Linked DNA regions of Danio rerio: region 2 is linked to region 1. Evidence: chromatin contacts called from public Hi-C data. All regions are on one chromosome and are shown on one strand. Each heading gives the region's core, a stretch centred on a gene start, on an enhancer-like site or on the middle of the called end of the contact. The rest is flanking DNA. Distances are from core to core; before and after follow the strand shown. Region 1 has its middle 38 kb from the start of lrig1. Region 2 has its middle 90 kb from the start of kbtbd8.

Region 1 (4,839 bases), core at 1,391-3,890:
TTTGCAGTTCGGGGTTTAGAGCTTTCCTGTAGAGAGTCTTTAGAGGATCATCAGCCCAGCAAGTTTGCGCAGCCAGTGTGCAGAAATGTAGAGCGAATTCGGCTGCAGGTTGATTTCTCTGTTGAACACACAAAAGCTCCTCACCAGCATTACAACCTCCTTCAGAATGGTCGAACACAGTGCAAAAACGTTTGAGAAAGTCATTAAATGAGGGAAAAATCGGGGTGTGTTGTCTGGCCAAACTGCAGTAGCCCAGTCTAATGCCTTTCCTGTGAGCAGGGAACACACAAAAGCAATTTTACTATTTTCATCCTTATACAGATGGGGCTGTTGAGCGATAAACAGTTTACACTGGAGTAAAAAGCCTTTGCACTTAGCTGGGTTACCTGAGAATTTTTCGGGGAATGCCTAACGAACACCGGAAACAGTCTGGGTCTGTGAAACAGAGTGTTGACTTGGAGAGTAATTGGCGGTGAGTTGCGCTGTGGAAGCAGCTTGCAGGTTTTGCAGTGATTTTACCAATTCATCAGTGAGCTGGGTTAAATGAGACAACTGTTGCTGATGTGTTGTTAATACCTGAGCTTGAGCTGTGACTTCGTGGGACAAGACCTGCATGGCTGCGGGATCCATGTTGGGCAAAGTCTTCTGTAACGAGGAGACTGACACGGAGGGATCCATTTTGCAGTATTTATTATACAGTTCAAACACAAACATCCAACACGCACTAAAGTGCGAACTTACATCAACAGCAATCAATAAAGATTGTGGGGCTGGCGGCTGAGAGACACAGAGTGATTTATCAGGCATAGATCAGTGGCAGGCGGCATGGTTCAGAGTCCTAATGACAAGCGTGGGTCGAGGGCAGGCAGCGTGGTTCAGAGTCCGTGTAACAAGCGAGGGTCGAGGGCAGGCAGAAGGCAACTCAGAGTCAGAAACAGTCCAGGGTAATGCACAGAAGATCAGGCAGGGAATACTGCTCAGAAATGTTTGCTGTGGCTGAACAAGACTTCGCACTGGACTGTGGTTTGAGTGTGGCTTATATAGGTGGCATGGGTCGTTAACGGAATTCAAATCAGGTGTGTGCACAATCAGTCTAGATGGATGATGTAATGCTAGAAGTCCGGGGATGGCGGCCTCTGCTGGCCAGCGAGGGGAATGACTGGGACCGAGTCGGTGACAACAATTAAGTTAATTATTTCCAAAACAGTATTTTTATACTTTGAAATGTAGACCTATAAAATATATAAATAAATGTATACATTTAGTAAAATGTCTGCTCAGAAAATGACAGCTAGCCTAAATGAAATATGACCGACATTATAATAATTAGACAAAGAAAGCAAGTATTCTGTTTTGATTACTCTCTCTCTCTCTTTCTCTCTCTTTCCCTCTCTCTCTCTCTCTCTCTCTCTCTCTCTATCTATCTCTCTACATTTGTTTTCTCTGTCATGAATGAATGAGCGTGGCTCAGTTTCCCCCTTGATTAAACAGGGGACAATCTGCCTTGTGGTTTTGTAGAGTTAGAATTAGCATATTTCAACAGCGCTGAACCCACAGAAACTTTTATTTGGCCAGTAATTCGGACGCTTCACATTCGCATGCTTTGGCAGACTGTTGTTTACATACAGACATAACCAGCTCATGTAACACTGAATTTTAAAGTATTTATGAAAACCTGCTGGCAACCATGTTTTCCTATCAAAAGCCCTACTAGATTTATTATTGTTTTTTATAATAAGCTTCTTTAACAAGCCTGTATTTAGTTTGATCTGTAAAATTGTAAAATATTATTGCAATTTATTTTATTAAACGTAGTTTACATTTTTATTGCTGTGAATTCTTAGCACCATTACTCCAGTCTTCATTAAGATCCTTCAGAAATAATTTATATGCTGATTTGCTCTTCTGTTATGATTAATTAAATCATATTTTAAACTACATTTTCAAATAAGCAACATCTTATTTCTAAAGCAAAAACTACTGATCCCCAACTTTTGATTGGTAGTGTGTTTCTTTGAACGTTTTCTTTTTACCATTTTCATTTGTATTCAAGGCAGCACATATGAAATCAGTGTTAAATTCTCATAAAGAGTGATTTCGGATCAAGTGACACTGAAGACTGGTGTGAAAATTCAGCATGAAATAAAGTACATATTAAACTAAATTCAATGAGAAAACAGGGTATTACCATAATAAAATGCTATTTTACCATTTTTATTCAAATTTTATCATAGAAATGCAGCAGTGTTGAGCAGAATAGGTTCTTCTTCTTTAAAAAAAAAAGTCTTTAGAAACAACCTCTTTTCTTCTCTGTTCATTGTACCCGCTACAAATGAAACCAAAAAGTGTTGCATTCTTATAAAGCAAGCCATTTCAAGTAACCTCCATTGTAGCGCAAAATAAACGTCAAAATATCAATTCAAATAAAAGCATTCTTCAGCCAAAATGATCATTTCTATTTAGAGATTATTCATTCTCACGCATTCTGGATGAAGCGCTTGGGCCTAATTGGGGGTTTGGAGATAATGGCTCTTTCAGAGGGGCTGTCAGCCAGTGGAATGGAGGTTTCTGGAAGTCCTCTGGCAGTATTCAGTGTGAGGCCGTGGCCTGTCTCAAGTGCTCACAGCTGGACGCTCTAGAAGACGGGAGAAGTGAAGGCTGAATAGGCCTCGCTGTAAATGCCTCTGTCCTTATTTACTCACGGAGCTGGAACCTCTTGTGTTTGAGCTCAAATTGAGATGCATACCTGAGCACGGCTGGATGAAGAAACACTAAAGCCATTCACCACCTTCTTGGAAATTGGTTATTTGCTTGATTCTTTGTCATATTCTTTGACGTTGTTATAAATTAATTAGTTGTGATTGGTTTCCCACAGTTCTATCTGATGAAATAAACTCATTTTAATCAAAATTGTTGTAATTAACTGACCTTTTGTTCCCAGAACCAGACTGAAAATCATAGTTTTTCCAACTTAATATTTGAGGTTTTAATTAGAAAAGTGGCTACTATTTGTATTCATGCAATTTCATTTAAAAAAAAAAGCTTTCATTAAGGAATGAGCAAATTATACTAAAATGCTTAGACTGCAGCTCTGTGCAAGACATTTAATTATAGGAGAATAGGTTGTGCCCAGCTGAGCCTGGTTTCTTTCTAGGTTTTTTTTTTTTCCTTTACTTTTGTCAATTGAAGTTGGTTCCTTGCCATTTGTTTCTCGCCACTGGCTTGCATGGTTCGGGACTTGTGGAGCTGCACATTGATGGATTTTTTCTTCAGTGTTTGGACTCTCAGCAGTGAAATTTAAACCACACTGAACTGACCTAAACTGAACTTAAACTCTGAAAACTGGACTGACACAGTTTCAGTTTACTATAATGTTCTATTTTAAGCTGCTTTGACACAATCTACATTATAAAAGCGCTATAGAAATACAGATGAATTGAATTATTACTTTGACCAATTGTTATGCTCTAGTTAACAACATTTTAATGGCACACAGGGGAATTCAATCCTTGTGGTCAAATCCCTGTGTACAAAATTGGATGGTATATTTATTCACTGTAGATGATTTTGGTGATCCAGAAGAAAGTAGAAGGTGAGAAAAAATAACAATAAAAAAAGTTTAATCACAACTCTTCAATTCTGTGTTATCCGGAGGCTGAGACTATAATATTAGTATGTTGATGTACTTTGGTTGTTGCTAGAAGTGAAACATTCGCAGCCAGTAGTTAATCATGTTATTTAATAAATTACCCATATATATTTTTAAGTCTACCCATACTCAAATCTTAAACTTACCCCTCACAGTAATGTAAAAACTGTAACTATTGTTGTACAGTAATTGTATTTTTGTAATATTATAAATAATTTTTGATAACTAACAGCCATATCTGTATCCAGTTTAAACTTTTAGTTCCAACTAAAAATGAAAACTGAGTTGGGGGTGGGGCTCTCTTTGTGCGCATCATTCCCTCATAACAAATTAATGGTAAAAGGGGCATGGGTAAGAATATAGTTGCTGAGGCTACTCTAAACTTGCACTGTTTACCTAAAGAATAACAACATATGCCAGCAAAATAAACATTGTGAATTTTGATTTCACACAAACTTCACATAAAATAGGTTCATAAATCAGATCAGATGACAGGTGGATAGGGAGGTGAAGAGGAGATCGGGTGAGTATTCCAGACAGGACAGTTCTAACGTGGAAAGCCAGATATGGAGTCAGAAGTAAAAACCAGACTAGATGGTAACTGACTGCAAGTGAGTGCTGGTGATTGATAATCAGGTGTATGTGAATCGTACAGTGCTGTCGGTTCACTGACAATCGTATAGTTATCATTTTGTTAAATTAGCATTGAACATGTTTGGAACATGTTTGGAACATGTCTAACATGAATTGATGTTATTATGCTAACATTTTTGAGCCTAGATTTAGCATGACAAGTGTGCTGCTTGCACAAATTAAAACTGTGAGGATAATTGACTGATCTACTATTGTAGAAAGCATTGTTAATTATCCAATATGCTGTCAATTCCTAGCCATTTCTGTTGGCTTATAAAGCAGTATTTTGGTTAGTAAATATAGTATTTTGGCAGAAGTTTGAAGGTGTGCTCTCCAAAGGATGTTTCTAGCATACATTTTTCATGTGGCTTCAGTAAATTAGCATATTGCTAACACATGTTGCTAAAATAGATTGCGCTAGCAATGTGCTTTCCGTGTGGGCACTCACTCATTTGCCATAGTTAAATTCCATAACATGCCAATTACATGTGATACTTTCAAGTGTTCACACATACAAACGTTTTTGGGTTTGTTTTTAGTTCTTAGTTATTGTCTTG
Region 2 (4,850 bases), core at 844-3,343, 70 kb before region 1:
ATTTACATGGAGAATGTTGGGTTTATGAGTTTCTGCAGCCAATCACTGGGGGCACTAAAAATGTTTTGTCTTCAATTTAGCATTTTGAATTTGTCATTGCATTCCAAATAGGAAATGTCACCCTCAGAAGGTCCCTTCAGTACAAAAACTATCAAGGCCACCATATTAAATTGTTGTTCCTTACCAAAATTCTCAAAACTGGCCACTTTGAAGGACACTTCAGAATGAAGAATAGTGAAGAATTGTGCCTTTGATTGACACTTGGGGCCCCATGATCCTTTGCGCATGAAAGTTGTTTGGTGTCGCACACTATATTCTATTCGGAAGGGCTCATCCTTATGCCCTAAAGCTGTTACTTCAGAAGGTAAACTCTAGAAGGCATTACGACATAGGGAGGAACCCTTCCAAATGCAACGCAGTATCAGTAAAAGTGATCACTCTGATTGGCTAATGACCTTGGATAAACAATGAAAAACCATACACTATACTCTCTATTTTAGTGTGAGCAACACTGTGTAAAGATTTGCATGTAACAACATTTTTAGCTTTCATCAGAATTCTTTGATGTCAGAATGGAGTGTCCCAGGCATTAGCCAGGGTTCGAAACACAGATTTTCAACTACTGTCATCTATCTGGCATTATACACTGTTAGGCTTAAGTCTGTAGAATAACCTGACATGTACTTTCAAGGTTTCTTATTGTCAGTATAATGTATATTGGGGGACAATCAAATAAAAGTTATTAAGATATTAAGCAGAGAGTCTATTAATGAATGGTAGTTAACATGGTTATAAAAATTAATTATATTCAACAAAATGTCTAATAGGCACCATCAAAATAAAGTGCTACCAATAAATATAGTTTACTAAACTTAAAACAGGTGTGGGAGAAATAAACCTAAGCACAATACAACCCACCAGCAAACAATTGTGTGTTTTTATGTCTAATAGACAGCTAAATGTAGACAGCTTGGCTGAAACAATGCTAAACTTGACCTGTCAGTGAAAATCTTATAGACATCTAAGAATAGGCCAAAACAAGTTGTTAAATAAACAGATTAGATAGACTTTATATGTGTAGTCATTCAATTCAATTTATTTGATGACTAGTAGTCTAATTTTCAACCCGGGCTCATTGTGGAAACGTAGCCCTGCGGACGTTTCTGCGGATCGCGATTTACGTCCCGGGAGGTACGTATTCGAGCGTTTTTTTTTGTTTTCGCGGTTCTCGTGCGAAAAGCCGCTGGATTGGAAAAAAAAAAAAAAAAGCAAAAGCCCTCGTCTTCGATTTCGACCGCGTTTTCGGATCCTGCTGCGTTCTCGCCCTTATTTTTCGGATTCCATTTTTCGTCTTACCTGATTTCCGGAACCTGCTGTTCCCCGGACTCGATCCCGGTCGTCGTCCACCACAGCCGGCTCCGGCTCCTCCTCCGGGGCCTCCGCTCCGCCGACGCAACGCTGTGAGCTAAGCGGACAAACTGATTGCATCGGGAAAGCCCTCCACTCGGAGGCGAGCCGTCGGCTGGTGAGCGCGAAGAGGAGGGGCGGAGTGGCGCCACACCGCCCCGCAGCGTTCGCTTGAAAAAAAAACAAACGCGGCCTTTACGTACCTCCGGCCACGTAAATCGCTGTCTCCAGAAACGTCCGCGAGGCTACGTTTCCAGAATGAGCTTGGGTTGCTAGTTTTGGCCTATTCTTAGATGTCTATTAGATTTTCACTGACAGCCCAAATTTACCCTTGTTTTAGCCATGGCGACTGTTTGGACGTCTTTTAGACATGTATTAGACATCCTTTAGAAACAAAAAATGCAGCTGGGCATTAATCAGATATGGTATCCATGCTGAGAAAGGTTCATTTCATTACAATAAATATATAGAATCTTCTTCGTAAAATCTACTTTCTGTAATCTAACAAAAGAACGTCCTAGAGGTTTGGAACATCATGAGGATGAGCAAATGGCTGACCCGTTCCTTTAATCAGTGATTAGACATTTTCCGGCAGGATAGAGTGTTCACTGTTGTGTGCTGCGATACATCCGTGCTTGTCCTCGCTGGCAGATAGTGTGAGAGTGAGCAAGACAGAGAGAGAGAGAGAGAAAGTGAGAGAGAACCAGAAAGCAACAGAAAGAGAGAGTCCCAGTTGTCCCTTCTTATCAGATGAGGCATCCACTTCAATTTGCAATTTTAATGAAAATCAGACACCTGCACTGCAAATGATCGCCACTCTGTAGAGTCTGTAGCGAGAAGAGAGAGAAAGGGAGAGCGGGGCGGGTGAAAAAGAGCCCATAGTTCCTACTGGAGGGGGACAGAGGCTCTGGACGTATCTGGTTACTGTAGACCTACCAGACTGGGTTTTCAGATGATTGAGGTGGGAAAAGAAAGGGTTCCTTTCATTCAGGGCGCAGGGACAGGGATCTTCTCACATACTGAAAGAGTGTTGAGATGATGTCTGCTGTCGGGGCAGCCAGAAGACCTGATTACCCCCCCGGGAAGCACACACATCCTACACCCCTCCTCACCGAAAGAGGTAGTTCCTTCTCTTAAAAGGTTCAGGCTGAGGGGAGGCCACTGGGGTGAGGTGAGGCACCTCAGCAGGGCTGCCAGAGCGGGGTGTCCTTAGAAGGCCAGGGGAACCAAATCAGACTGCTTCTAGCTTATTCACATGAGAGAGACAAACAGACAGAAGAATGGAGAAAAGAGCGCAAAGAGGAGGTCATCATGATCTTATCGGTCCATTACTTGAACTCGCGCACACAAAAGCAGCTACTCTTTTACAGCTTGGCCTAGATGTAGGGCCAGCTCCCGCATAGCGCATATGCGTATCGAGACAAAAGAGCTTCGGTGCAGGTGTTAGGAGATGCCACAGTCAGTAAAAAAGTCTGGTGCAAATTTGTTCCATGTTCGCATCCTTGTGTTCAGATAACGGATAATGGAACTGCTGGCCCTTAAAACCTGTGGCCGCATTTTTAACCGGTCAGCCTTGGTAAATGCGTTTCTGGTACTCACACACCGCTCTGCCCTGGATTGTACTTTTCCCTGGACCCAATTGATAGAGCAATGGGTTCATGGGAACTTGTTTACTGATAAGTCTTAATATGTGGTTTTAACTGTTAGTAATCATAGGTGTCTGTATGAAAGGATATATTTCTAAACCTAAAGGCAATTTTATACTTATTTTTGCTATTAGATCAGGGGTAAAAAGAAGTTTTAAACACCTAATCAGCAGTATAGGGTGGTTTACATTATTGGTACCTTTAACAGTGAAGATTAACATACACTACCTAACAAAAGTCTTGTCGTTAATCCCAGTTGTAAGAGCAACAAATAATAACTTCACTTCTACGTTTGGAAAAGTGGGAGAAGGAAGATTTTTCAGATGATTCTTCTGTTGAACTGCATCCTAAATCATGCAGAAGACCTATTGGAACCCGCATAGATCCAAGATTCTTACAGAAATCAGTCAAATTTGGTGAAGGAAAAATCTATATTTGGGGTTACATTCAGTATGGAGGCATGTGAGAGATCTGCAGAGCGAATGGCAACATTAACAGCCTGAGGTATCAAGGCATTTGTGCTACTCAGTACATTACAAATCACAGGAGAGGGCAAAATCTTCAGCCGAATAGCACTACTTCTCATAGTTTAGCCTCCATTTCAAAGTTTCTCAAAGCAAAGAAGGTCAAGGTGCTCCAGTATTGGCCAACCCAGTCACCAGACATGAATTATATTGAGCATGTCAGGGGTAAGATGAAGAAGGAGGCATTAAAGATGAATCCAGAGAAGCTTAATGAACTCTGAGAGTCCTGCAAGAATGCTTTCTTTTCTATTCCAGATGACTTTATAAATAAGTTGTCTGAGTCTTTGCTAAGATGTATGGATGCAGTCCTCCAAGCTCATAGGAGTCATACACAATAATAATACTTTTTCCACTGCACCATGACTTTATATTCTATATTGCACATGATTTCTGTTAAGTGACAAGACTTTTGAGTAGGCAAAGTCAGACCTTACTTTCATATAAGTCAATTCTGATTCAAAAGCATCTACTAGAAGTCAAGTTATTATTTGTTGTCTCTAGAACTTGGATAGACAACAAGACTTTTTTTCAGGTAGTGTAAATACATACTGTACCATACTGAATTGAACCGCTATAACAGAGATTCAAAGTAGAAGGAGGCAGTAACTGGCAAATCAACAACTTTAATCATAACATTAAAACAAAGCAAAAGTCTTTATCTGGAGTTTCTCTGTGGTATGTGAGACCAGTGTGACACATAGTTGACACTTGGAAACACTGGCTTCGCTCCACACCCACAAATCTTGGGTCCTCCCAAACTCATCACAGCTAGTTAGTCGACCAATCACTGATCTTGCATTCCGTATCATCTTGCAATGTATTTACATCTATCAAAGGTGTGTCCTATGGTGTGGTATGATAAAAGGTATGCGATTATGTGATGGCAACACTGGACCTACCACATGCTGAATAAATAGGATTTTTTGCAGAAGGATATGCGGAAAGAAAACCAGGCCTGAGACATTCAAAGTTGCAGTTTTCGATTGTTAATGCAAAAAGTTATATGTGAGGGGTTTCAGCTTAAAATCAGTGATTTTAAACCTGTGGTGCTATGACAGTATTGATTGAAATGATTGTTATTAATAGAAATAACATTGTTACTATATCTAAATAACATGACATGGCTCAGTGGGTAGCACTGTTGCCTCACAGCAAGAAGGTCACTGGTTTAAGTCCAGTCCAGGTGACCTAGTTTGCATGTTCTCCCCATGTTCCTGCTTGTTTCGTCCGGGTGCTCCGGTTTCCCCCACAGTCCAAAGACATATGCTAGGGG

The links. Hi-C and Micro-C count contacts between places; a contact is called where the count stands out from the background.
Region 2: a Hi-C map of embryo shows a contact between it and region 1, with 2.4 times the contacts expected there. The contact joins two enhancer-like sites. A contact is called at or near these places in 4 of 18 Hi-C or Micro-C datasets (caudal fin, embryo, hematopoietic stem cells and 1 more).

Annotation. Positions count from the first base shown.
Region 1 is chr11:18,568,567-18,573,405 of GRCz12tu, reverse strand. No RefSeq gene overlaps it. Among named protein-coding and RNA genes, the nearest start is that of lrig1, 38 kb to the right of the region's middle. Within about 2 kb of position 2,640, at least 23 of the 62 cell types and tissues checked have an H3K27ac peak or open chromatin away from gene starts, as enhancers often do.
Region 2 is chr11:18,637,649-18,642,498 of GRCz12tu, reverse strand. No RefSeq gene overlaps it. Among named protein-coding and RNA genes, the nearest start is that of kbtbd8, 90 kb to the left of the region's middle. Within about 2 kb of position 2,093, at least 8 of the 62 cell types and tissues checked have an H3K27ac peak or open chromatin away from gene starts, as enhancers often do.